Linked DNA regions of Anas platyrhynchos: region 2 is linked to region 1. A link is a contact called in public Hi-C data. All regions are on one chromosome and are shown on one strand. The core of a region is the stretch at or near the end of the contact, and the rest is flanking DNA. Distances in the headings are between cores, read along the strand shown.

Evidence for each region. A called contact is a pair of places that touch in the nucleus more often than the background predicts.
Region 2: a contact with region 1 is called in a Hi-C map of small yellow follicle, with 4 times the contacts expected there. The contact joins the promoter of ID4 here to the enhancer-like site in region 1. A contact is called at or near these places in 2 of 8 Hi-C or Micro-C datasets (small yellow follicle and subcutaneous adipose tissue).

What each region holds. Positions count from the first base shown.
Region 1 is chr2:108,679,858-108,684,695 of IASCAAS_PekinDuck_T2T, reverse strand. The region is part of intron 5 of LOC113842709 (a long non-coding RNA gene); the gene reads right to left. All of the region lies in intron 2 of LOC140001558 (a long non-coding RNA gene), which reads left to right. Among named protein-coding and RNA genes, the nearest start is that of RNF144B, 260 kb to the right of the region's middle. Within about 2 kb of position 3,000, at least 3 of the 8 cell types and tissues checked have an H3K27ac peak or open chromatin away from gene starts, as enhancers often do. A contact at or near this core is called in small yellow follicle, where this site is marked.
Region 2 is chr2:108,992,853-108,997,690 of IASCAAS_PekinDuck_T2T, reverse strand. It overlaps ID4 (inhibitor of DNA binding 4), which reads right to left and starts at 1,941. Exons shown (of 3, transcript XM_038175193.2): 1 at 1,403-1,941; 2 at 897-955; 3 at 1-505. The coding sequence starts at 1,780. The coding sequence ends at 911.

The DNA.
Region 1 (4,838 bases), core at 1,751-4,250:
AAAAAAAAAGATTGGATAAATATGGACTTTTTCACTGAATAACCTACTTTTGTTAATGGCTTTTCTCTTATAAGATTTACACTGGCTTTGTGAATACATGAGCTGGATTATTAATAATATGGCCAAGGTGGCAGTACTGGGAAGAATCGTCTGCTCCCCATCATTTCCTAATAAAGCCCAGTTAATGGAAGCAAAATGCTTTCACGGGTCAACAGGTAACTATGAAAAGTGCCATTTAGTGATTGTGGCATTCGGTGTTATGATGGAGCCTCTGTTTCTTTGAATTGCTATGTGATGTTTGTGTGAAGCATGCTGTCTGAAATGGCAAGAGAAATTAACGATATTAAGGTCAATATAGGACATACTTGGGAAGGGTTGAGGCAGGTCCTCTGGTCCTAACACAGGCAAATTCTCACTGACAGGTCTTGGCCAATACAATCTGCAGGTGTCCACTTTCTTTCAGGATTTAGCCCAGTATTCAACCAGAAGAAAACAGTTCAGTAATTCATTAGGATATGATCATGCCGGGCTGGTTACTAATTGTTCAAAATACCATTGGAGGCACTCCAGGATGCTGCACAGCACTCCACAGCTGGCAGCCATGGTACACAGGCGGGTATGCCACCCAAATAGAGCTGAATAGCACGGGAGCCACAGGAGGAAAGCAAAATCCCTGGCGGCCAAGCCCATGGGAACCTTCCTGTGTTGTAAGGAGGGAGCTGCAGGTGCAGGGGGCTGCGGGCAGGATGAGTGCAATGCGCAACCCCACAGTCTCAGGCTGAAGGGAAATGTTAGTGGCAAAATAATTTTACTCCTGGCTGTCAAATGGGAACCGCGGGGTTCCTCTCCTAACAATGAAAGGCAGACTACTGTGCATTAACAGCCCTGCCGGTGCACAAAGTGGCCTAGCCTGTTATTAAACTGTACAGCTAAAGCTGTTGTTCTCCACTTAGCTGAAAGTGAGTTACCATATTGCAGGTCCCCCAAGATGTTCCCTACCCTTGACATATCCTCTCCCTCGCATGAGTGGTAATGACTGGGATCAGATCCCTCAGGCTCCTGCCTGGACCGCTTTACTTTGCTTTAGAGCGGCTTCTTTGAATAGCAGAGGGCTGGTCTGCACCCCCTACACACACACAAACACACACACACACCCTGCTCCAGCCTTTATTGCTGAAACTCTTCAGTGGCCATAAGGATCTTTCCCACAACAAATGCAGCCAGGAAAGCAGGTTGCAGGTGGGGTTCCTGTGCACAGCAGAGACTGGATTTTAAATGTATGCAAATAAGCATTTATGTGCTTGACACCGTGACACGGAAACATCAGGATTTACTCGCTGACAGTTTTTTTCATGCACTTTTAAATTCACGTGCAAATTTGGCTCTGAAACTAACAAAACTGCAAAAATAACAAGATCCCAACATGCTGGGAAATTTCACAGCCCTACTGAGTAAGGACTTGAACCTCAAAAGCAGTACAAAGAAGATGTAGTAGACACATAGCTTTTTTTATTATTATTATTTAAGGCCAGTATCTGCTTAGTATTAGTCTCACTTCCCCAGGATAGACTGGATGGCCTTCACACACAGTGCCACAACAGATAAAATCAGTCCTTTCCCTAGCAGCCTTTTTGTGTCACTGCTTGGCTTTGCTTATATTGCATGTATCTAGTCTTGATCTGTCGCTTTCTCCAAGGCCGGCAGAGTAAACTCATCCTCCTGACTCATAGCTCCAGATGGATTCAAGCTCCAGCACACTGTCCCCCTGGAATTTGGCATATGTAGGTTTATATGCCCTAATCAATCAGGCTGATTTCAGTTAATCCTAATCGTCCTATTAGGGTTCCCAGATAGCAACAACAGCAGCTAGAAATCCCCAAGCAGCCTAATTGACTTCATCTAATTACATTCCTTCTTGAGATTTCCATTAAACTACACCCTGAATTCATTACAGTCGTTGGCTGTAGGTTTCTATGACTTCTTAAAAAACATATGCAGCTATTAGGATAGCTCAGTTTTAGACACGATATGTAAGATCTTGCCACCTCCACATAGCTATCTGTCAGCTGTTCTGCTCCAGCATATATCAAAAGTCCCATCTAATCACGTAGCGGAGGATACCAGTTTTGACTCCTGGCACTTAGGCACATTTCTGCTGATGTGCTGCCTGTGGTTCCTTCCTTGTAGCACTGAACGAACCGCACGATTCAGAGACTGCCAGCTCCTATTAACCTCTCGCATAAAGGATTTATAGATATGTCTCATTACAAGGTAAGGAGCTGACACTCATCTCAAAAGCAGTTAGCTTGGAAAGGAATGCTCTTTTGTCAGTATTCACTGTCCTCTCTGCTCTTTCTGTGGTAGAAAATTGCAAACTGATCAGTGGAGATGGCATCTGTCACAGTTAGGCTTCTTTGGCTAATTTGATCACTTCTTCCATTAAAATAATGCTTTGGATTCCTAAGCGTTGCTCACCTCTTGGTTCCTGCCTTTTGCAGAATAGAGAAATATGTTCCCCCCAAGAAAAGGAATGGCTATCTCCCTCCCTTAGGACTCAAAAAGAGAAAACTTCCCAGTTAAGGATAAAAGTGTTGATCCTGGGCTGGTTTCTTCTGTACATGCAAGTGAGACCAGCTCCCATGAAATTCAGGAAGGCTGGAAGGAAAGACTCCTTTCCATAGGGGATCTTGTACTCAGCATGCACGTATACCAATACTTTGACTGAAGTTCATCTAAAAACAAAAACAAAACCCACATAAGACCCTGGAAGATAAGCACTTTGACATCTCCCAGTTTGAGAAGTGCTTTATTTCTAAGACGAGGCATAGCGTTTGGTCTGTTTGGAAACTGATGCCACCGCTCACTTTTACGGACAGTTCCTCTAGGTGAGAGTGACACTGACATCACTCACATGGACACTGCCAGATTGATGTCAGCCAGACCGCAGAGCGTTCAGGTTCATTGGGAGGAATACAACAACTTGGCTAAAACAAAAAGCCTTGACCATGTAGAAAGGGAGCAGGTCGGAAAGGTACCTACCCCTGCCAAATATTTACTCTTGCATCTCTGCCTTACAGAGGGTGTGTTCCCTGTTGAGGCAGAGCCAAGGACAGTTAAGAAGTTCTGTGTGAATAACACCTGGTTGTTGCGGGCAAAGAGCTACAAAATTAAGCCATAAACAATGTATGTGGTCATTTTAACTAAGTTTAAGGCTTTGTAAATCACAAAGTCATAAAGTGATGCTGGAGGGAGGTTATATTTTACAAAAATATTGATGTTTATGCTAGATTAATGATTACTTTCCTGTAGAGAGGAATGGTGGATACAATATCTATCCAAGGTCAGGCTGTGTCTGAGCTGCAGACACAATAAGTCACTAGAAAGTTTTTAGCAGGAGGATTTGGCCCAAACAGATTTTTTTTTTTTTTTCCTAAGAGCTGGCTAAGATTGCTAATCATTTCTTTGAATACCTTTGAACTGCTAGCTTCCAAATCATTGTCATTCCAGGGGGATTAGTAAATCTTTTTAGTAAAAGGAACACACACCAAAACTTTAAAAACACATTTACAAAAACTTCCTATAATAATTGAATGCCAGTTTGGGGCTGTTTTTATCCCTTTTCTTGTTTCTGTTTCTGTTTTGGCACTAAACATGCAAGAGAAAAAGGGGAAAAAAAAAAAAAAAAAAAAAAAAAGGGGGGGGGGTGGGGGGATAAGAAGGGGGAAAAAGAAGAATACAAGCTAGGAGCAAAGAAACTTTAAGTACCTTCTCAGAACTGGAGACACCATTGGCTTTATCACAGATGCAGGCACTTGGAGATGTAAGCATTTGAAGAAGCAAAGGCCTGATTCCTCCACTTTCCAGAGGCGCTGGTGGAGGCTCTCCCCATTATTTCAGCAAACACAGACAGAATTTTCTACCAGTGCAGTATAATGCTCATTGCAACTCAAGCTTATGTAGAAATGTTGGCTACTTACATTAAATATTATGATTGCCAGATTACTTAAATGGCACCAATATGGGAAGAGCTCAGTAAATGTGGCAGGAAAGGGGATATTTCAGACTCTGGGAAAGCACAGCTTTGCTGTGTGACTTGCTTTTAAACATTCTGCCTTCAGTCCAGAAAAGGGAGGTGACATTTCTCCAGCTAATACATTGATTTACATGTCCCAAACTTCTTTGTTTTCAGCAGATGATATGGTGTAACCCATCCTTTTTTTTCTTCTGCTAAAATATATGCCATGCAGGAGCATGGAAAATGTACAAGCAAAACAAGCTATTGAAACCTTGACGAGCAGAAATGGACTAAGATTTACTGACTGGACTCAGCTAAGATCTATCTTGAAGCAGTTAGACACTAATGTGTTCATCCAGTTGCAACTTCCACCTCTGTTTGTGGGCCTGGCCAGGTATGGACACAGGCAGAGTGTGCTTCTGCAAAGAGGCAATGGGCTGGCTTGACTCAATGGGACTGGAGAAATAGGAGCAACTATAAAGAGAGGCAAGTTTCTACTTGCCTTTTCTTGAGAAGAGATCTCTGAAAATATTACACAATGAATATGCCCAGTAGGGCTGAAAGCTTGTTGGTATTTTATTTTCATTTATTTATTTTTTAAGGAACGCCTTGTTTGTAGAACCCCTGTGGTCAGCTGGGCACAGCTTTGGGGTCCAAAGCCCCATCAGGCAGAAGTGCCTAGATGCTTTGGGAAGCCTCCAGATTACGTGTCATCCACACTACCTCCTGCTGGCACTAGGACAAGTTCTCTACCTGTTTCTGGTTCAGCACTCACAGCTGTGCCCACGCTCTCAAACGCAACATAGCTGCAGACCTGCGTGTG
Region 2 (4,838 bases), core at 692-3,191, 310 kb before region 1:
TTTTCTCACACTCATAGAACATCTCTATATATACACAGTATGAAATGCCACGCGTTTTTATCTATACAATATGTAACACTCCTGCAGGGAGAAGAAAGTTCCCTGGGCCCCAATAAAACCATCTATTTGAAACAATAGATGTCAAATATATCTACAAATGCTCTGGTAGATTAGTAAAGCTTCAAGGATCGGCTGCTGGCTCCCTCAGTTACGCTCCTAGGGGCTCGGCTGGAGCTCGCTCCTCTGTCCCGGGGCAGGGGCGCAACTTTTGCCGCTGGGGGGTCCGGCACCCCGCTGCCCCCGCCGCTCGCATCCTGCTGCCGGGCGGAGAGAAGAGGCGGCGGGTGGGGGGCTAGGGGGGGGAAAAAACCGCTCCGGGGGGCGGCTGGCTCTGCCGGGCGGAGCACGGGGGGGTCGGCTCGCTCTTTTTCTTTTTTTTCCGCCGGGCCCCCCCCTTCCCCGCCGCCCGCCCCCCGCGGTGCCTCTGCGCGGCGCCGCCGCACACCTGTGGGAGAGGAATGAATAGAGGGGGTGTGTGAACCGCTCCGCTCCAGACCGACTGGCGCCACCGACAAAACACAAGACATGCTTGATCAACAACCCAAAACAAACCAGGTCAAACAACAAGCGCGGCTCCCAGGCTGGGCCAGGCGGAGGGATGCGCAGCTGCACGCCGCAGCCAGAAGCGCTCCGGGCAGGGAGGTGGGGGGGGGGGGTGAAAAAGGGAGGGGGGAGATGAGGGGGTGTTGGAAAAACGGTAATTAAAAGGAATAAAATAACCGCCCGGTAATTAAAGCTAACCCCCCGGAGCCTGCTGCGAATGCTTGCGGCCGCGCTCAACCCCCCCCCTCGCGACCACCGGGCTGGGGGGGGGCTCCCGGCGACCCGGCACTCACCTGGGGAGCGGCGGTCAGCGGCAGAGGATGCTGTCCCCCGGCTTGTTAACAGAGCCAGCCTGCACAGCAACGAGACGGCGCCGAGTTACGGGGGGGGGAGGAACAGGAAGGGGAGAGAGACCCCCACACGCACCGCCACCCAGTCCCCGAGACACGCCGCTCCCCGTGCCACCGGCAGGAGATGCTCCCCGTCCCCCCGCTGCCCCCCAAAAAACGCCGCACCGGGGCGGTTCGGGTGCCGGAGCCCCCAAATCCGCCGTGCTCGGCGGAGGGCCGGGAAGCGCTAGGAGCAGCGCCGGGAGCCGTGTGTGCAAACACGCTGATTGCGGCGGCTCCCTCGAGAGGCTGCAATTACACCGGGAGCACCGGGCGGCTGCCGGGGGGCTGGAGGCGCCCACCGCGCCCCGACGGGGGGCTCCGCGCCCACCCCGGGGGCTGCAGCCGGGCTCGGAGGGGTGCCCAGACGGCGGCGACCACCGCGGCCCGGCGTGGCACGCACCTCTTACCGGGTCGGTGTTGAGGGCCGTCAGCGGGGTCCGGGGGGTGGCCGCGGGGCAGCCGGCCGGGTGCTGCTGCTGCTGCTGCCGGAGCAGCGCCGGGTGCGTCTCCAGAGCCAGCTGCAGGTCGAGGATGTAGTCGATGACATGCTGCAGGATCTCCACTTTGCTGACCCGCTTGTTGGGCGGGATGGTGGGCACCAGCTTCCTGAGGCGGCTGTAGCAGTCGTTCATATCGCACTGCAGGCACAGCGCCGCCGGCTCCTCGCCCCCCTTGCAGCCGCTGTGCTCGGCCAGGCACCGCAGGGCCGGGGGGCCGCCGCCGCCCGCCCCCCCGGGCTGCGCCTTGCGGCTGCTGGGGGGCCGGCCGGGACTCACGGCTTTCATGCTGCCGCGGGGACGGAACGACGGAGGGGGGGACAGCGGGACGCCCCCCTCCTGCTGCGACCACCGCCCGCCCCTCTCCGCGCACCGGGCTCCTCCCGTCCCGCTGCTGCCCTGCCCGGCCGCTCTCAGCACGGCCCCCGCCGCCTGTGCCGCCGCTGCCGGCCGCGCCGCCCGCTATATGGGACCGGCGGGCGGGGGGGGCTCCGCGGCGGCGCGTCGCAGCCAATCAGAGCGCCCAGGCCCCCCGTGGAACGCGGCGCTGGCCAATGGCGGCGGGCCAGGGGGGGCGGGGGCGCTGCTGGAGGGGGCCGGGCCCCGAGGAGGAGGAGGAGAGGAGGAGGAGGAGGAGGACGAAAGGAGGGGGGGGGGGCGGTCCGGGGGAGGAAGGTCCGGGGAATGCGGGCGGCCCCCGCCTCGCAGCGGCCCCCGGAGCCGTGCCCCGCCGTGGGGAGCAGGGGGCAGCGCTGCCCTGCCTCCCCCGGGGGCGTTTTTTGTGTCCCCCCCTCGCTGCCCCGCATCGTCCTAGCGCGGGTATTGGGGGATGCCAGCAGGGAAAATCCCAAGGAAAACTTGAGGGGGGGTTAGGGAGCCGAGCAAAGCAGCGCCTGGGAACGTTAAATTAGAGCGCATAACGATTAAAAATGCATGGGGATGGGGTATTTAAAATTCCTCCATGGCATATAATATTAATCCGTTTTATGTAAAATTCATACCTGTAACTTAATTTGCTCCATTAACGCGCGGGATCACGTATTAGCCGATGTACCATGTTTTAAATATGATGCTGCGAATGTCCGGAGTTCTGCACTCTGAGGCAGCATTAAAATTAACAGGCGCGTCCCCCAGAGCCCGGCTTAAGTCGTCCCGTGGCAGAGCCCAACCTTTTAATTCAATACCGCGGTGCGCAAACTTTCTGTTAATTCCTGAACAACCCGTGCATATTTCTACGGGACGCCGGTATGAGACACACCGCGCCCGGCCCTACAGCTGCTGCGATGCTCCCAGCTCGTGGTGAGTGAAGTAGGTCTGCCCGCTGGGGAAAGGGCTGCAGGAAGGAGTAAAGGCTGCAGGATCTGCCCCTGGGCTTTTAACTCAAGCCCGGCAGAAGGGGAGAAATTCATAATGGTGATTAATGATCCCCTCAGTGCTTAGTCACAACGGGTGATATAGGAAGGGTACGGTGGGAAGCTGTCAAACCCAGAACGTGAATGAGCAGTGAGGCTGGATCGTCTGAAGAGTATAATGAAGCGCACTTTCATTCTCTCTCACCCCTTAAAAACATATGTTTTGAGGCTGTGCTTACAAATATTCAGACTCTTGTTTTGCTTACTTTGTCCCACATTACCAGTGCCACTGATGGCAGTTGGGATCCTCCAGGCGCGAAAACTAGGTGCATGGTGTAAATCTTTGTCTGACTGAGGCGTAGATTTGCATGCTACATGATGACAATATGATGGGAAGACTTATTTCCATTAGCTACAGGCTGGAGGATCCCAATTATGCTGCCGTCATTGCTTTTATTCTGTGAAACTCCACTCTCTGCCATCGCTGGCTCTCATGAGGTGGAAATATAAATGGGCCCTAAAGCATTTGGTATGGTTACACTTTATCTCTTTCCCAGAGTCCTTATAATATGGACAGACTCAACGTGCTGTCTAAAAAAACCCTCACCATCTTTAAGTCATGGTGAGCATGCAGATTCAAACCTTGCTGATCCTATTTAATTAAAATCTTTGTGAAAGTAGGCACACTGTAACGTTGCACTGTGCTGTTTGCGCAGAAACCCTCCTAGAAGCTTGTGTGATCTCGCTGGAAATCTCTGGGAAACCCCAGTCTGTAACTGGTTCCCCTTTAGCACTCGCAAAGCCAGTTTGGACAGATGATACACGCAGGCTGGAGTGTCACAGTGAGAATCCCCTGACACTACAACGGCTCTTGAAAATGACGTGGTATTTCTGGAAACGCGTGAAGAACCGTGATACGCCGCCAAGCTCTTTTTCCATCGGGCTACTTCCACAGAAGAGGCTCTGCAGGGAAACCCGGGGCCCTGTATGCATTGCTCCAGTTGCGAGAAGATCGTGTGTGTTCCCATAGCTAGCGTATCTCGGTAGAGATACGTGGGAAAGGGAAAAACAGCCCTCCCCTCTGACTATCGCATAAATATTCAGGGGATTTCCTCTAGTAACTCCCTTTGATGCTCGTGGAGTTGATACATGCTAGCCCGACATGCTCCGGTGAACAATAGGCACCAATTCCCTGTTAACAACCCGTCTGCTTGTGCTCTCCTTGAAGTCAATGGGAGTTTTGTCATTGACTTAAGTGGGAGCAGGTTGGGTCGGCTGCTTTTTCAAAATTTAGATTGGATGTGCACCAGATGCTAAGGAAATTGCTCTAGAAATGGGTTGGAAAGCCCAGTATGCTAGCAGTGGAGGTAGGCATAGTGAAACTCTTCATCCCTGAAGACGTTTACAAAAGAGAGGGGCAGTGGCTGCTGCTTGTGCTTTTGTCCTATTAATGGCAATATTTTTCATGACGTGAGCATATAGGGATTAATGCTCCTGTTTTTCACCAGGCCAAGTCTGGATTTTCTAAATAAATTCTGTGCATCTTTAGGCATGTGGTCCCTTGCTGGCTGGCTGGAGGAGCTCATCTGTCTTGGCTCTGTTTTTCTGTGCTTTCTTTCCACATCCAGAGTAGAAATCCATTTCCTTTGTAACCAATTATTGCAATATTATCAACAGTATTCAACAATATTATCAACAGGATCCTCAATGGTGGACTAGTTTAGCTGAGACTTGATGGGCTGCGACAGCATCACAGATGCTCTCTGGAACTTTAAAAAGTTGCTTTTCATGCAAAATCAAAGTAAAACAAGTGAAAATGAAAACATAATTACTGGCCTTACGTCTCCTTCATCATGGGGTTAATCCCACTTAACTTGATGAGAGTACTCTCATGAGTAAAGGAGGCTGGATTTGTCAGCGCAGGTCTGAGTAGATGAATATGTCATTGACTCCAACTGGAAAAATAAACCTGAGACATTCACATTGCCCCTGGG